Linked DNA regions of Mus musculus: all the other regions are linked to region 3. The links are chromatin contacts, called in public HiChIP or PLAC-seq and promoter capture Hi-C maps. All regions are on one chromosome and are shown on one strand. Each heading gives the region's core, a stretch centred on a gene start, on an enhancer-like site or on the middle of the called end of the contact. The rest is flanking DNA. Distances are from core to core; before and after follow the strand shown.

The links. Promoter capture Hi-C pulls out the DNA fragments that hold promoters and counts their contacts. HiChIP or PLAC-seq counts read pairs in DNA pulled down with a chosen protein or histone mark.
Region 1: a contact with region 3 is called in an H3K27ac HiChIP or PLAC-seq map of bone marrow-derived dendritic cells, with 9 times the contacts expected there. The contact joins the promoter of Ctsz here to the promoter of Cass4 in region 3. A contact is called at or near these places in 1 of 39 promoter capture datasets (pre-B cells), 1 of 484 Hi-C or Micro-C datasets (B cells) and 1 of 115 datasets of contacts at active chromatin or transcription factors (bone marrow-derived dendritic cells).
Region 2: a contact with region 3 is called in a promoter capture Hi-C map of pre-B cells, with 4 times the contacts expected there. The contact joins the promoter of Prelid3b here to the promoter of Cass4 in region 3. A contact is called at or near these places in 3 of 39 promoter capture datasets (liver, neutrophils and pre-B cells) and 2 of 115 datasets of contacts at active chromatin or transcription factors (pro-B cells and thymic regulatory T cells).

The regions. Positions count from the first base shown.
Region 1 is chr2:174,437,709-174,440,408 of GRCm38.p6, reverse strand. It overlaps Ctsz (cathepsin Z), which reads left to right and starts at 1,370. Exons shown (of 6, transcript NM_022325.5): 1 at 1,370-1,659; 2 at 2,081-2,244. The coding sequence starts at 1,511.
Region 2 is chr2:174,471,665-174,474,466 of GRCm38.p6, reverse strand. Prelid3b (PRELI domain containing 3B) reads left to right here and starts at 1,526. Exons shown (of 6, transcript NM_025531.2): 1 at 1,526-1,635. The coding sequence starts at 1,604. It overlaps Gm38546 (a long non-coding RNA gene), which reads right to left and starts at 1,456. Exons shown (of 2, transcript XR_867090.2): 1 at 878-1,456; 2 at 358-653.
Region 3 is chr2:172,392,244-172,394,999 of GRCm38.p6, reverse strand. It overlaps Cass4 (Cas scaffolding protein family member 4), which reads right to left and starts at 1,356. Exons shown (of 7, transcript NM_001080820.3): 1 at 995-1,356. The coding sequence starts at 1,030.

The sequences.
Region 1 (2,700 bases), core at 121-2,620, 2.0 Mb before region 3:
TGTGCCAGGGATTGAACTTGGGACCGTGAGCACACTGAGTACACACTCTCCCGATAAACGCTGCTGCCCTATTGTGCTCTTCACTAGACCTTGCCTGTGGGATGCCATAGAATCGCCAAGACCAATTGTCCCCTTCCTGCGAGAGAGAGCCCATGTGGAACCCACGTGGGAGGCGACACTCCCCCAGAGTGGACCGAAGGGCTCTAAGGTCAATGCATGGTCACTACTGGGGAGAACTGGCTTAGGGAACTCAGGTCTCTGCCTGGGCCTTGGGAGGCCCTCATTCCTACCAGGCTACTTACCACCCAGCAGAAGGGAGAGGTTGCCATGACCCCCCAGGATGAAAGATTTCAACATACAGATGCCAGTGTTCATTTGCCTCCGTGACTACTTTATAGCAACAGGGAACAAAACTCTTGCGTTGTTAAGGGTAGCCCCAAGTTTGCTTCTGAGGTCTTGTTCTGCTCTCTGACAGGAGGTATCCAGCAGGCTTTTGAGTCTTGTTGGAATCCTGGGTGATCTGGAAAGGCAGGCAGCAAGACAGCCATTATGATTTCTGACTGCCCCTATCCACAGACAGAGGAATGGCTGTAGCCCCACTGGCCATCGCGCATCAGGAATCTCACACCCACCACCTGGAGAGAGCCTGAGATAAAACACCAGGGGATGTTTCTTACAGAAGAAGAGATAGCTTTGTGGCCTGGGACTGCTGACAATAGCTCACGGGGCACAGGGGGAAGGGGAAATTCTCCCATTACGAAACCTAGGCTGGCCAGGTCCCACTTCTTTCTCAGTTCCTCATCTTGGAAGAGTCTGGTTAGCAGGGACCCTTTCCAGAACCCCAGGGACTCACGATATATGTGCCAAGTGAAAAAAAAGAAAAAAAAGAAAAAAGAAAAGAGTAATCCTGGAAGGATCCTTCTCTGTGAAGGAGAGCTGTCTCTTCAGGAAAAGCCTGGGTCTTGGGGGGTGGAGAGGAGGGGCTCAGAAAGCCAGGCTAGAGTCCAATGCTGGGTATGACCCACACCTTCTTCCAGCCTCAGGATATCTCTGTGCGCTCCTAGGGAGACCTAACCTAATGGGACACTGCACCACACTCCAGAGCAGAGAAACAAAAGAATCTGGGCTGAGTGGGCCAATGGAAGCCTGCTGAGCCCTACCCTGCTCCAGGATGCCTGGGTCTCTGAATAGTAAACTTAAGTTTTGCTGTCAGTCCGTGTTATCACAATGGCTGGTGGCACTGTCAGGTCTGGGGTCTGGTTGTGTGACCCCAGGTTCTGCTGATCCGGTTGTTTGATTCCTAGTGAGGCAGATTATCTCCTGGGGGCTGCCGAGCGGGGCGGGGCGGGGGCAGGAGCAGCGGGGAAGGCCCCGCCCTCGGGGTGTGTCCAACTTGGGCGCCTCCTAAAGGACCGGGCGGGGCGTCCCGAGCGCGTGGGCCTGCGGGTCGGGTCAAGAGGTCGAAGGTGCTGCGCGTGATCCAGGATCCGAATTGGCCCGGAGCAGGAGCATGGCGTCGTCGGGGTCGGTGCAGCAGCTGCCCCTGGTGCTGCTGATGTTGCTGTTGGCGAGTGCGGCACGGGCCAGACTCTACTTCCGCTCGGGCCAGACTTGCTACCATCCCATTCGCGGGGACCAGCTGGCTCTGCTGGGGCGCAGGTGGGCGCGGGGCTGTGCCTAGGGAGGAAAAGGGTCAACTTCTAGGCCAGGCGCGCACCCCCTGACACTTGGGACCTTGCCCCATCCTCCCTCATTAGGCCTGGGAAGCACAAATCCCATCCCTTCCTTTTGGGATGATTTTCACATCCGGGGAGCTCTGGGGTTTGCTGGTTTGGGCAGTTCTCGCCTCTACTGCCTTTGTTAGTGAGCATTAGCGTATTTCGGAGATGCTCTGTCACATTCAGCTTCCAATAGTCCTGGGTTCTGCTGGTGGCTCTTCTGGGTCAAGTTCTGAACCGACCACAGTTTGGGAAGAAGGCCAACAGGAGAAATGACTGGATTTGTGGCCCTGGTGGGGGTAGGGAGAGGGGAGGCCCTATGCGTTCCAGAGTTGGTTTCCATTGCCATGATGTCCTCCCAGGACTTATCCTCGGCCGCATGAGTACCTGTCCCCAGCGGATCTCCCCAAGAATTGGGACTGGAGAAATGTGAACGGTGTCAACTATGCCAGCGTCACCAGGAACCAGCACATCCCACAGTACTGTGGTTCCTGCTGGGCCCACGGCAGCACCAGTGCCATGGCAGGTAGGTGGCCTGGCGCTCCATGCTAAGCCTAGGGCAGGGCCAGTATCTTGGCCAGGTGGGTGGCTGCACTTCACCATCCAATCTACCTTTAGGTGAGCCATGATAGCCATAGCCCGGGGCTACAGGGGCCCATGGCCCTGTACCATGATTCAGACTTGGATTTCCCCTCAGCCAGAGTGAGGTGGCTGTGTCATTCTGGAGTTCTCTCCTGTGGGCCTACTAGGGCCTCTGTGGGACAGGCTTGGGCTGGAATCTGGTGACAAGTGGCTCCCAGGAACCTTCCCTTCCTCAGAACTTGTGACTTCAGCCATTGAGAACCATGGGACCGGTGTTGCAAAATCACTGAGTTCACAGTTGGTTTGTGGGGCGTGGAAGTGAAACTGCTTCTCAGTAGCAGCTGGCATTTGAGGTGAACATGTTCCCCAGTACGAAATGGCCCCCCCAGCTCTCTTCTTC
Region 2 (2,802 bases), core at 277-2,776, 2.1 Mb before region 3:
GAGGAGGAGGAGGAGGAGGAGGCAGAGGAGGCTGGCCAGCTAGCTGGTGAACAGCTTCATGAAGCTCTAGGGCAGCAGGGACTGACTGTTCTGTAGTGACTGCACTAGAGCCAGTAATACACAGCACTAACTTCACATCTTAACAAAGGCTGGGGCCCTCTCAGCAGCCCTTAAAACATTATCTCCCCAAGAAATCACTCAAAGTACTGAATATATATATATATAATCCCCCAGGTAAAACAAATTACACTTAGCAGCTACCAACCATATTATTTCCTTCCTGTCTAATATAATTTTTCTATCTTTTAAAATATAAACTGCTTTGGCTATTTTAAAAAAAAAAATGATCCACCCTCCTAAATTAACCTGGCTTTATTTGTTTTTAACAATTGAACAAACTAGGGACAAAGGGTAATTCTAAGTAGCTCTTTAAGTACCGAGATGCAAAGATTTTCCTCCAACTGTCATTTCAAAAGGCAAATTGTTCTGTCGGGAGGCACAGGATGCGGGGAACAGGGTGCGCAGAGGTGGGAAGCTACACCTGAAACCCAAGCCAAGCAGTTCGTCCATCTTACCCGGCACATCTCTGAATAGAACCACATGCCATCCGCTCCTGCCCCCTCACTTCTTAGTCATTCTCTCACGAATGTCATCTGTAATTATTAGGTACAGGGAGGAAATCACTGAACAAGCCTAGCAAGAGCCTCACCCTCACGTGCCTACAGACTAGAAGTCAAGCAGATAAACTAAATGGCCTAATTAATTCATTCCTCAAATAACTATTTCATTTTCAATAACCTTTAAACCCCTGCTATCCAGAGGTGCTGAGTGCCATGATGGAGACAGGCCAGGGCTGGCTTTCTGGGGGATGACTTACAATGGGAGCTAACAGATAAACAAGATGACTCCAGAGTGGTAATTGCTGAGGAATATGTAACAGGAAGTTGTGGAGGCACAGGAGGGCGTGGGCATCACTGAGAAATGGTGATGGAGATGACCTATGACCGTAGAGCAATTGGTCCAGCCCTGTCTGGGTGGCCTGTTCCACCAAGGGTAACCAACCCTGGGCTGGCAAGGGCACGGGTGCTGATTGAAACCACCCCTGTCCCGCCACCCCACTGCTTAGATTGAAGAGGTGGGACTAACTCTCTAAGACCACACCACAAAACCGTACTCTGGCAAACGCCGCCAGGCTCAGCCACATCCAATGAGAACTTTAGACACATATCAGCAACCCGCCAAACCAGCCAAAAAGTCCCGCCGCCAAGGCCCGCGCATGCGTAGTGCGGCGCCGGCCGGCCGCCTCACTTTTCGGCTCTGCGCCGGCGCACTGAGCCTTCACGAAGGAGGGACTTGATTGCGCCGAGCATGGGGGGCGGGGCTTGGTTGCTCTGAGCCAAGAAGACTGGGCAGGACTGCGCCGCGGGGCGGAGCCAAACCCGGCTTGGCTAGGCCGCGGGATGGCACTTCCGGGCGTCCTAGCGCCTGGCTCGACGGCGCCTGCGCGCTGCGAGGCCGGCCGGCCGGGACGGGGCGGGGCCGGCGAACTTCTGTGCCTCACTGTCCCCGGACACTGAGGGACACCGGGCAGGCAGCTGGCACCATGAAGATCTGGACTTCGGAGCACGTCTTTGAGTGAGTGTGGGTGCGGCGCCCGCCTCCGGCGCCCTCGGGGAACTTCCTGGCGTCGGGTGTAGCGAGACAAGCGGAGCTCGGGACTCGGGGGGATCGCCAAGGTCACGACCCCGACCCGAGCTAGGGCTCCCTGTCCCCAGGCCTGGGAATTCCTCCCACACCGTCGCCACTGACGGAAGACAAGAGCGGGCCGTCGAGCCTGATCCGGAAGTGACTCCAGGGGTCACAGAGCACGAGGCCCGAGGGCTTCACAGGGTTTTGGGGTGTCCTGAGCGCCGACGTATCCAGGGTATCCTGGAGTTTCCTGACTGATACCTGACAGACTCACCGGGACCTGACTGAACCCCGACGGCTTGTGGTGGCTGGAGTGCCCTGACTGATACCTGACAGACTCACGGTGTCGTGGCTGAACCCCAGTGATGGCATGATGGCCTGAGTGACCTGGGTTGTTCTGACTGAAATCCCCCATGTTATAGCGCCCCTCACCCCCACGGACATCTAGAAAGCTGGCCACCCACGTGGAGTGTCTTCCTGTTGGTCTCAGCTCATGCTACCATGATGCCAAACATTGATGACAGTCAATCTGGAGAGCAGATCTCTTGATTTCTTGATCAAGATCTCTTGATCTAGAGACCAGGGCCTGCTCTTGCAGATAATTTGTCACCTCTGTTTCCTATTCCTCTCAGCCATGACAGCTGACTGATAGCCAGTGTCTGCTATCACATCCAGTCACAGCTTTATGGTTCTCTGAACTTATAGTGGGAAACAGGATCAGAGTCAGTGGGGTGTTGGGAATTATACCACCCAGGTTCATGGTGCCACACACAAGAACAACAGAGCTTTCTACCTAAATAACTGGTTTACGCCTTGTTCCAGCCCTCCTTTCTGACTGATTTATTGTGCTCTATTCTACAATGTCATCTTGTCATAGTTATTGTTGACTTACATCCGAAACCACTTCCAGATGATCTGAGCTCCTTCACTCACTTGGCCAATGTTGCCACACTGTTTTAATAGTATAGCTTTATGGTGCCTTTTAATCTACAAATGCCAATCCTGATTACTGAGGGTAATTGTAAAAGAAGTTTTACATAGTAGATCATATCTGAGTACCTGCTGTGTCCCAGAAAGGACAAACTACTAGAACTAGAAGGGACTCTCAACGTT
Region 3 (2,756 bases), core at 107-2,606:
GCAGCCTCCCATTTAGCAACTGTTTCATGGCTCTTTTGTATCTACCATTCTATCACATTTTGAAAGAATAGGAGGGGACAGAAAAGCAACGACTGTGAGCTTCACTTTCCTTGTGATCTCTCCTCCTTCTCCCCAAGCCCCCGCATACAGTATGGGTGTGTGAAACCCAAAAGTTGATGTCACAATGTCCTTCTCCATCACCCACCCACTTTATTTGTGTGTGTGTGTGTGTGTGTGTGTGTGTGTGTGTGTGTGTGTGTGTGTGGAGTTGGAGTTGCTTGTCTTAGGGATGCTGGCCAGAGAACTACAGGGACCTTGCTGTCACCTCCTTGCCGTCTCTGGGGTTACAGGTACACGCTTTCATGCCTGTTTTTTTTGTTTGTTTTTGTTTTTTGTTTTTTGTTTTTTTATGTGGGTACTGGGTACTGAATTCAGGTCCTTATGCCTGTATTGCAAGTACCATCGTCACATCTCAGGCTCCAGTGCCCTTCTTGGGTTAGCAGTGTGCCATGCTATACATATGCTATAGGACCGTCTCTTGGTTCCTGGCCCAGACTTGCAGTTTGTACCAGAGTTCCAGTCCCCAGCGCCCAAAGGAACACGAAGGCAGTTCATGGGTGTCCTTATTGGAGTTAGCAAGAGTAGAGCCAAGGTCTAAGCTCTCTCTATTCAAGAGAAGTGAGTGCCCCAAGCCAGTCAGAATCCTTGAGAGCCACACTAAGCACCTTCAGGATGCAGAGAAAGAGAGAATGTTTAAGAAGTTTGCTGAGTGGTGAAGAGACACACAGTGGGGGCTTGGGCTGTCTGCCTCCTGCCGATTTCACCCCATCATTTCCAGTCATCTTGAAACCAACAACTGGTAAAGAGCAAAGCTTTCTCATTCCAAACCTGCCTGCCACTAATAACCTACCCTTCGTGTTCATTAGAGACCCAAAGATAAAAACAGTTGAGTCAACTGTTGCTCTCATGCACTCAGCCCCAATCAGTCACTCACCTTGGGCGCACCCTCTCTGATGCTGGTGCCTCTCATGGCTGTGATGTGAGCAGGGTCCTCGGAGTTCTGCCGCTGATATATCTGGTTCCAGGGACCAATGATGCAATATCACTGCATGCTGCTGGCTGGTTCCCAGGAGCTGGATTCTATGGAACTGTTTGCCAACACATGGAAACAGTCGAGATGATTCTTTCAAGTAAAGAGAGTCAAATGAAAGGAACGGGGGAGGCGGGGCCAGAGCTTCAGGCCACACCCACGCCTCCATGCCTGCTGTCCCACTTCATGGTAAGTGGAGGCTGACACTCCTTTGCTGTGTGAAACCACAAAAGAAGAAGAAGGAGAAAAAAAAAAAAAAAAAAAAACCCACCCTTCTGCTTTACAAGGTGAAGTTCCTACTTTGAGCAGCCCAGCGTAGGATCACACCGCATTCTTGTCCCTTGAAGACTAATGGAACAATTCCCACCCAGCGAGGCAACACATTTCCATGATGAAGCAAAGCTGCTGGACTTCCGCTGAGGGTCAGCATGTCTTCCTTCCTGTCCCCTGCGGTGTGACAGCTGGGGTAACAGGAGTAAACTGCCCTGCTCTGAACCCCACGTTTTCTACACCTTCACTCCAATTCTCCGTGGTTATATTTTAGCGGGCGCTGCTGAGAGCACCAGATACTGCCCCACACTTGGCTCTTTGTGTCAAGCGAGTGCTCTGAACTCATGAAGTGGAGTCCTCACGACTTCCCAAGTTTAAAGTTTCCCTCAACTCAGACCCAATATCCAGAGAGGAGCCACGGAGTACAAAAAAAAAAAAACCAAAAAACAAACAAAACCAAAACCAAAAACAAACAAACAAACAAACAACCCCAAAAAAACCAAACAAACAAATAAGAAAACAAAACAAAAACCCAAAACTAGCTTAGGCTTCATTTCATTTCAGCATAAGGGTCCCCTCTTCTAAGCAGCTCCTCCCAGCTCCCCTGGGATTCGATCTGTAGACCAGGCTGGCCTTAAACTCACCAAGACCCACCTATTTTTGCCTCCCAGGTGTGAGATTTAAAAAGCATGCCATAGCCAGACCACGGTGGCACTCTCCTTTGATACCAGCACTCCCAGAAAGCAGAGGCTGGCTAATCTCAGTGAGTTTAATGATAGCCTGACTTACAAAGTAAGTTTGGGGCCAGCCCCGAACTCAAAGTGGAAAAAAAAAGTAAATTTAAAAAAATTGAACCAGTGAGATGGTTCAGTGGGTGAAGCTGTCAGCTGCTAAGCTGAAAACTTGTTGGAGTTATTGGAATTACACGGTGGGAGAAGAGGACTCCTGCAAGCTGTCTTTCTGACCTCTGCATGCATACTGCCACTCGTGTGCATACTTCCCTCCCCAGATAAAATAAATGCAATCAAAACAAGCAAACAGATAGAATGCTGTCTCTATTTTAAATGGTCTTTAAGGAACCAGTGATCAGCAATCTGCAGGCGACAGTAGCGAAAGGGGGTGACAATGACTAGACAGGATGAACAGGCTCTAGACAAATGTAGAACCGGGCATGCTCCCACCCCCACATCTACAGTGCTGAGACAGGAGAACAGCTGCGACTTTAAGGCTGTTCTGGGCCACCTCAGAGTTCTAGGCCAGTCTGGACTACGGTGTGAATCTGTCTTAGCAAATAGAAGTAGCTGTCAGCCACATGCTCCCTGCCAAAGTCCACAGGGAAGAAGTAGTAATTTCCAGAAGGCTTTTCACAAGAGAGACACATTCTGAAAAGGGTGGG